Regions from separate parts of the Mus musculus genome. Here region 2 is linked to region 1. Evidence: chromatin contacts called from public Hi-C data. All regions are on one chromosome and are shown on one strand. The core of a region is the stretch at or near the end of the contact, and the rest is flanking DNA. Distances in the headings are between cores, read along the strand shown.

Region 1 (4,064 bases), core at 1,476-3,975:
TGAATGTAGTCTTACAATGTGCAATCTTTTACATCTTGGCCCACAATGTGTTCAAGGATCATCTATGTTGTGTCATGTAGTAATACTTTATTTCTGTAGTAGTATGGTTTATTTTTGTATGCTATTTTTGCAAGTTTGCTGAATTTAACTAACCTTTAGAATTCTTTAGGATTTTCTATGTACACGATCATGTCATTTGAGTCTAGGGGTCTTTTATGTCTCCTTATAGTCTGTTTTACTTTCTTGCTTGTTCATCCTTAGGTAGACAGTGACTATAAAAGATATAAACTAACTTCCATGTTTTATTACAATCTCCATGGTAGAAGGGAGAATTCAGTTGGTCAGCAGTGAGTGGGAAGTCGCTATAGGATTTTCTTACTCTCCATCAACTTGAGAAAGTAATCTGTCCGTAGGTTACGAGATGCTTTTACCCCGAAACTTTTAGATGGTGTCACGTTTCCCTGTACCTATTACACTGATCTTGTGGCATTTTGTCCCATATTAACATAGTATATATTGATTTTTTTTTTTTGAGACAGGATTTGGCAATGCAGTTCAGAATGACCTCAGACCTACAATTCTCTCAAGGTCTGTTGCAGCCAAGGCAAATCCCAGTGATTACACTTTTTCCATGCTCTGAACCAGCCTCACATTCCTAGGGTAATCTCACTCACAGAGTGTGTCGTTGCAGTGTGCTAGGACTGTCAGACGACTTCTTTAGTTTGTAAGATAAGCTTGGCTCTTTGCTCCGCTTTGGCATCGTTGTAAACGCTGATCTCACCAGCTCTGCCCTCTGTGTTAGGAAGAGTACAAGGGCCGATGGTCCTTCAGATGCTGAGAACCCACATGGTCCAGGCTCCTCTTCCTAGGAAGTTTCGGGTTTCTCTAGTGTGCTCCTGCACTTGTTAGGGTTCCTGCAATTGTTGGGGCTCACTTGCTCACCCCTCAACCTCTCATCCTCTCTCATGGCTCTGGTGGTCCTGGCACTGTGAACTTGACCAGGCTGAACCCACACCTGCCGCCTCCAAATGCTCCACTACAGATGTGCACCACCTGCCACACACAGCTGGCTGTTTTCCTCTCTAAAGTGAAAGATTAGGTTATTGATCTGAGGTCTTTGGGGAGTTTTTGGTATTTTGGGGGTTTTGTTGTTGTTTTATCTGGGAACAGTCTGTATGTGCCAGGCTGGACTGGAACTCATAAGCTCAGTGAACCTTACACTCAGTATCCTCAGTAGGCAGGTTTTGCATGCTTGGCTTCTTTTTAAAGTATAGGTGCTTATAGCCAAAAGTCTCCCTCTGAGTTCTGTCTCTTCTAGCCATACTTCTTTCTATTTACTGATTTCTTCTTCCCCCTGTGATTTCTTCAACACACTGATTATTTGGCAGTTATAGTCTTTAAACCCTATGTATTTATAGATTTTTTTTCCCAGTCTGTTACAAATTTCCAATTTTGTTTTAAATTCTTCCAGATACCTTGGTTGGTTGGTTGAAATAGGTGGAGAGCTTTCGTGCCTTTTACCCTGTTTACTGTACCAAAGCTTCATTACTAGCCCATCAGTCGCAGAGGGCGCTCAGCGCGCACCTGGGAGGATGCTGCTGTTGCTAGGCACAGTGCTGTGTGAGTGTCTGCTGTGTCGAATTGGTTAATGTGTTCAGTTCTCTTTTCCTTGCTTCTCTTCTGTCCCTTCTGCCCGTCATAGACTGTGAGCACTGACTCTTCACCGACTGTTGTTAAAATCCTCTGCTTCTCCCTATGTGTAGGTTTTACACACATAGGCTTGCATATTGGGTCATGCCATGCACATGGAATCAGAGAAATGTTTAAGCCACAGTTTGCTCTTTGCATTCCTACACACTGAGCTTCACTGGTTGGGGACCCTTAGTGGCACAGCTGTCAGCTGACCTTTGATAGCTTCCTCAGTATAGTTTGGTGAATTAGTAGCATGGTCCCTGCCACCTCATCTTATTCCAGTGGAATCAAAGTGATTCTGCCTCCGCTGTTCCCTCTCATTTGTGATCAGCTGTTGCTTTCAAAATAGTCATCAGAAAATGGAGGAACTCAAACAGCAGTGTTGCTGTTTCTGCTTGTTTAATGTAGCTCCTCTCTCCACAGAGTCTCCGTCTTTAGCATCACATACTGCTTCTCTAAAAATTAGTACTATTAAATATTTTTGCAAGAAATAAAGCATAATTTTTGGCAAGAACTAAAAGATAAAAAGGAATAAAGTTATAGGTTACGACTGGAAGTGTAGGTCATCAGTAACTGAGATAAGAATGTGGTATTTTGTATCTTAGATATTTAACTGTTTTCGTGTTCTAATTGTGATCTCAGTAACCAAGAAAGTGTGTGTGTGTGTGTGTGTGTGTGTGTGTGTGTTGTGTATTAAAATGTGTTTTTTGTTCCTTTGGGCCCAATACAGAATTAGCATCAAAATAAAATTGTTTATTTTTTATTAGTCAGGATATGCATAGTTAATATATAAAATTGAATAATTTTTTCACGTAGTATTTTAAAACTTAGAATGTGACCATGTTTAGGCTGATGTGGGTATTTCAGCTCTAAATCCTTGGGGAAGAACATACAGTTGTTTTCACTTTAGGGTTTTGTTTTTTGTTTTTTAAACCAAAAATAAATGTTTTAAAGACTACTTTGTGTCACAGAAGCTCTGGCATCAGTGGATTCAGAGTTGGGAGGTGTGTCTAAAGAGGAACTTGCAGAGTCTCCTGGTCCTGTGTCAGGCCAAAGGCAGCTGCAGCCACTAAGCCTGAGCAAGCCTCATTTCCCTTTGGCCAGCAACTTTCGAGCTTTAGACTTTTTAAATAGCAGAGAAAAGATTCCCAAGTGCCCTTCCCTGTTTTCCTTTGCAGTTGTTTGGTTTTACTATAGTAAATTCCTTATCCAGAGTTTAAGAATTGGACTTAACAGCAGCAGACAACTCAGAAACTGAGCCTTGACTGCCTTCTCACTCGCTCTGCTTATGTTGGGTGTGAATGTGCTGCAGCCCGGCTTGGGTCGGGGACAAGCAGCAGAAGCCTGTGGCACTAGGTTCCTGTCCAGGCAAAGTAAACTGAGCCTGCACCATCTCAGCGTTTTCCCTGCGCCACAGCTAAAGCTGGCCTGTGACCCAGTGTCCACTTTATGTTGATTTGATCTGCATTAGAATGTGCAGCAGGCAAGCATGAGACCCTGCCTGACTCACTGAGCTTCCTGCAGCCCCAGACTCCTCACCAATGTATATAGGCTACTGTAGCAGCATATAGGACTTGGGAGATTTGAAAAATTGTGTTAGTGAAGGTGCCTGGCTCAGTAGTTTCTGCAGATTTCCTTCCTTTATTTAAAAAAAAAAAAAAAAAAAAAAAAGCTGATCCTGCAAAGCCTTTCCTGGTATTGAAAAGGGGAAAGCCTTGTCAGGCATATTCAGCCTAAGAAAGTCTCTGGGCCACTAAGGTCTAACAGCTCATCTTCATTTCCTTCCTGTTCACAAAGTGAACACTGGGTAGGCCGAGCTGTGTTCACCACGAAGGTACAAAAGGTCACTCTATCGGGGAGAACTCACAGCCAATGCTTAGAATCTTAGAAAGGCTCACTCTTGCCTCCCACTGCTTTATATGAGGAAAGCTTTCTGTGGAAATCCGTGCTGCTTTTCTCCCCCGAGCAGGAACCACGAAGCCTAAGACACAGTGACGCAACAGCCTTCTGACTTACGATCATGAACCTTCTGTCACCTGACCTGGAAGTAGGGCCTGGACCAGTATCCAAGCCTTTAAAAAAAATGAGAATCAGCAGATATTGAACATTACTTTGTCTTTTAAAAGAAGATTCAAGATAATAGATTTGTAAACAACTGTTGAGTCTCAGAACACAGGTTTCCATAGTGAAGAGTTTGGGGGCTGTTTTTGTTGTTTTGAGCCAAGGCCTCCGGTAGTCCAAGTTAGCCTCAACTTTCGCATGTAGACAAGGGTGAGCTTGACCTCTTAAACTCCTTGTCCACTTCCTCCCAGGGATGGTGCTCAAACCCAGGGCTCCATGCATGCTAGTTCAGCACTTAGCAACAGATTGCG
Region 2 (4,063 bases), core at 1,513-4,012, 250 kb after region 1:
AACATTAACCAGCGGCTACCCCATCAACCATTAACTGCATATAAGCCCTCAGGGCCTACCGGGCTCACTCTGTAAGCCAGTTTTTCTGGAACTAAGCACTCAAGCCCAGCAGCAATCTCTTGTCCGTGTAGTAGCCCCAGGGCCCTCATTGCTTTCACTGGGCATATCCATTTAAAGGTTCCAGTAGGGTAGCTCTGTAGGAGAGTTGATTTGGAAACTGAAGGGTTCTTTGGAAAGTCAGTTGGATGGTGTTTTGCTGGGGCAAATATGTGAAGGAATGTTTTCCCAAAGTGGACACAGATAAAAGACCAAGGCAGACTCCAGACTCGTGAAGGAACATTTAGCTAAAGCAGACACAGGTAAAAGAATGTTCTCCTAAACCAAGCACATGAAAGGACATGTGGTGGGTTCTTTGCTAACAACATACATGTATTGTTAGCCTCACACTGTGTAGCTGAGCTACATCTGTTGGGACTCCATAGAGAGAAATGCACCATAAAACTTCTGGTAGTGTGCTGCAGTTTCTTGCCACTTCCCTGGCCTTGGGCTGATTGGCAGAGTGATATCTGTTGTGGCAAGACACATGCTGAGGCAAGACCTGTGGAGGACACGTGATGTTTGGAGGAGATAAGTAAGACTTAGCAGTGACAGAGGCTTAGCTAGGTTGCTTACAGAGCTAGTTGTGCAATGCTTGTGGGTCTTGAGTCTGCCCTCATCTTCACTTCCCTGAGAGAGGCATAGCCAAGAACTGGTTTTCCTCTTTGTCCCTCCTGCTGACTCAAGCAGAGGCTGAGGCCTGGCTGTCTCTGCTAGGTCATGCCCGATTCGTGTTTGCTATCCTCATTCCACCAAACTAGACTGCTGGTGTATTGTGAAGTGTTTGTGAGTGGATCGAGCTGCCGCTGCTGACCAGTGAACTGAACTGCTGATTTCCTGACAACCCAGATGGGAGTGGCTCCAAAGAACCTTTCTAAACAAGTCCACTTCTCCCGAATCCTTTCTTTCCCACTACTTCTGGTGGGTGGTGGGCTACAAGGGAGGTTAAAGCATTTAAGAACCACCATTAAGGGCCGGCGAGATGGCTCAGAGGGTAAGAGCACTGATTGCTCTTCCAAAGGTCCTGAGTTCAATTCCCAGCAACCGCATGGTGGCTCACAACCATCTGTAATGGGATCTGACACTCTCTTCTGGTGTGTCTGAAGTCAGTTACAGTGTACTTATGTATAGTAATTAATCTTTAAAAAAATCATTAAAAGTAGGATTTGAAAAAAATTAAAAAGTTACTGGAAGAGTATACAAATATCATGCAGGAAGCCCTGGGCTCAATCTGCCCCCAAAAGTTTCCATTGCTACACTCTGGACTAAGGTTGCACTAAAATTCCTGGAGGGCAATCTACATGTGTTCTAGAGCAATACCAGATTCCTTATGCTCACCTCCCATCCACCCCATTGCCAAGAATGTTGGCTTAAGGTACTGTGTGCCACAGCCTATAGGCTGGAGCTGCTCAGGAGACTAAGATGGGAGGAGGATCACTTAGGCCTAGGAGATTTGAGCCAGCTTAGGCTAACAAAGTGAGATCAGGTCTCCAAAAACCCAAGTAAGGGGCCTGAGATGGCTCAGTGAGGGAGGGGCCTGCTGCACAAGCCTGAGACCCTGAGTGCAGAACCCCAGTTCTCATGGGATTGAGTGAGTGTGGCAGCCTGCATCTCTAACCCCAGTGCTGACACGGGACACTGACACACACAATCTGCAGGGTACAGCAATGTCTGTCTGGAACTTAAGGGAGAGACAGAATGAGTAAGATCCCTCTGCCCTATCTTCATTAATACAACACATGACTTTCATAGCTGGCCAGAAGTCGAGTGGTACCCAACTCCCACCTTGTTCACAGAGTGCATCTCTGGGAGCTCTCTCTCACCTTTGATGTCACTACAACTCCAAGAAGACACTTCCCTGGCAAAGGTGGGGGTAGAAGATCCCTACAGCTTTTTGGCCAGCTGGCCTTTTGACTCTGCTAACTCCAGGTTCAGTGAGACTCTGACTCAAAAAATAGGGTGGAAGACCAGGCAGGTTGGTGCACTTTTGATCTCAGCACTCTAAGGCAGAGCAAGTGGATCTCTGTGAGTCTGAGGCCAGCCTGGTCTACAGAGCTAGTTCCAGGATAGCCAGGACTCCATAAAGATACCCTGCCTTTATGTTTATAATAAGTAAACAAACAAGTAAGGTGAAGAGTGATCAAGAAGATACTGGAGGTTAGCTTTTGGCCAGAGGTCACACTACCCATACTCCCACCTTCCACATAGAAGCCAGAAACATATGATTATAATCCGGCTGGAAGGCTAAGGCAGGAAGCAGGCAGATCCCTTTGTTGTTGTTTTGTTTTGTTTTTCCAGATAGGGTTTCTCTGTGTAGCCCTGGCAGCCTTGAACCAGGCTGGCCTCGAACTCTTGAAACCCACCTGCTGCCACTGACTGGCTCAGGAGGATTCTTACTAGCCTGGGCTACAGGGTAACCTGGGCTATCCTGTCTCAAAAGGACCTAAATCAAAACAAAGATTTAAACAAAATGAGGGGTGCGATTTTATGATTGAACGTCTTCCCTCCCCCAGAACAGTGCCTGGAGCACAGTCAATGCTCCGGAAACTTCCCGTAACTGAACACACTTCACTGTCTACACCACCTCTACCCTAGGAGGCCTGGCAGGGAGGCATTGTGAGTCACAGCTGGCAGACAGGTGGGTGCCATAACCCAGAAATGGGGCCAGGCCTGGGACAGCAGCTTGGGCACCGCCACCACATCTTCCAGGTGAGGAACAACTCACAAGGAATGTCAGGAAACAGTCTACTGGGGAAGTTGTAACCTCAAAGATGGATGTGTAGGGACTTCCAGAGACTCGCTCCATGAGTTAAATCAGGGGGTGGGGGAGAACACCTGTCTCTGCCCACCTGCACAATTCTGTTGGGTTTAATGAAGGTGTGGCAAAGGAAACCCGACAGCAGTTTTCACTCCTGCCCTCGATGGCAGGAGAGGTATTTGAAAAACCACACTGTAGAATCAGCACTTTATAGGTGTTGTGAGAAGAGTTAGGAAGCAAGTAAGATGGGTTCTGGTAGTTATCTGGGCTTTAGATTCCTATCAGTAGTTGGCTAGGAACAAAAGTTAACTCTAGTGTGCAGCATTCTAGTTACTTGAAAGCTAAGTATGGGTCTAGGCTAAGGCACCTACCTGTCTGTCCTATGATGTCATTGATTACACTGGATGTTAATACACGCCTTTCCAGCTGGACCAGGAACATCTTGAGGATAGACAAAGGCTGTGCTTGTGGTATCCTCTGTGCAGGCCAGACCTGGCATGGAGCAGGTGCCAGTGCTAGAATGTGCTAGACATCTCACCAGACAGATGCTCTGCCGAGTTCACACTAACCCTGACTTTGCAGCCATCAGCAGCCTCCCTTAAAGAATGACAACCACAATGTTCAATTTCCCTGTACTGTACCGAAAAATGCCCTCTGGCTCACCTTTCTAGCCTACGTTTCTGCTATTCTCGGAACCAATCCTATTTGTCGGCTCTTTCATGCATCTGGAACATGACAGCCCTTTGCCTCACAGCTGTCAGCAAGAAAAGGCCTGTCCTACTTGCTTGGCTACTGATCTCTACTTGTGGCCCCCTACCTGTGGTCTCTTCCAGCATTTCAGAGAACGTGGTTTCTGGGCCTTTACATTATCTCTTTTTTTGTTTGTTTTTCGAGATAGGGTTTCTCTGTGTAGCCCTAGCTGTCCTGGAACTCACTTTGTAGACCAGGCTGGCCTCGAACTCAGAAATCCACCTGCTTCTGCCTCCCAAGTGCTGGGATTAAAGGCATGTGCCATCACTGCCCAGCCCTACATTATCTCTTACACACCTACATCCTAGATAAAGGGTCCCGGGGAGGTAATTTTGGTGAACACGGCTGGTGTGACTATGCAGGAATGGGCTCCCCTACTAGCCTACAACTGCAGAGTCTAGCCTGAGCAGGCCGCTCACAGGCCATTTGCTTTCCAGCAGTGCCACTGGCTCGCCTTCA

Evidence for each region. Hi-C and Micro-C count contacts between places; a contact is called where the count stands out from the background.
Region 2: a Hi-C map of regulatory T cells shows a contact between it and region 1, with 2.4 times the contacts expected there. The contact joins the promoter of Cby3 here to the enhancer-like site in region 1. A contact is called at or near these places in 11 of 39 promoter capture datasets (the 3T3-L1 cell line, the C10 cell line, the HPC-7 cell line and 6 more), 3 of 15 datasets of contacts at CTCF or cohesin (embryonic stem cells, large pre-B cells and pro-B cells), 8 of 484 Hi-C or Micro-C datasets (the C2C12 cell line, embryonic stem cells, liver and 3 more), 2 of 115 datasets of contacts at active chromatin or transcription factors (embryonic stem cells and microglia) and 3 of 9 other capture datasets (adipose tissue, liver and pancreatic islet).

What each region holds. Positions count from the first base shown.
Region 1 is chr11:50,105,521-50,109,584 of GRCm38.p6, forward strand. It overlaps a transcript of Rnf130 not described here. Among named protein-coding and RNA genes, the nearest start is that of Tbc1d9b, 24 kb to the right of the region's middle. Within about 2 kb of position 2,726, at least 82 of the 459 cell types and tissues checked have an H3K27ac peak or open chromatin away from gene starts, as enhancers often do. A contact at or near this core is called in the HPC-7 cell line, adipose tissue, liver and 3 more, where this site is marked.
Region 2 is chr11:50,354,999-50,359,061 of GRCm38.p6, forward strand. It overlaps Cby3 (chibby family member 3), which reads left to right and starts at 2,763. Exons shown (of 2, transcript NM_029691.1): 1 at 2,763-2,805; 2 at 4,042-4,063. Mir804 (microRNA 804) reads right to left here and starts at 2,881; the gene lies at 2,787-2,881.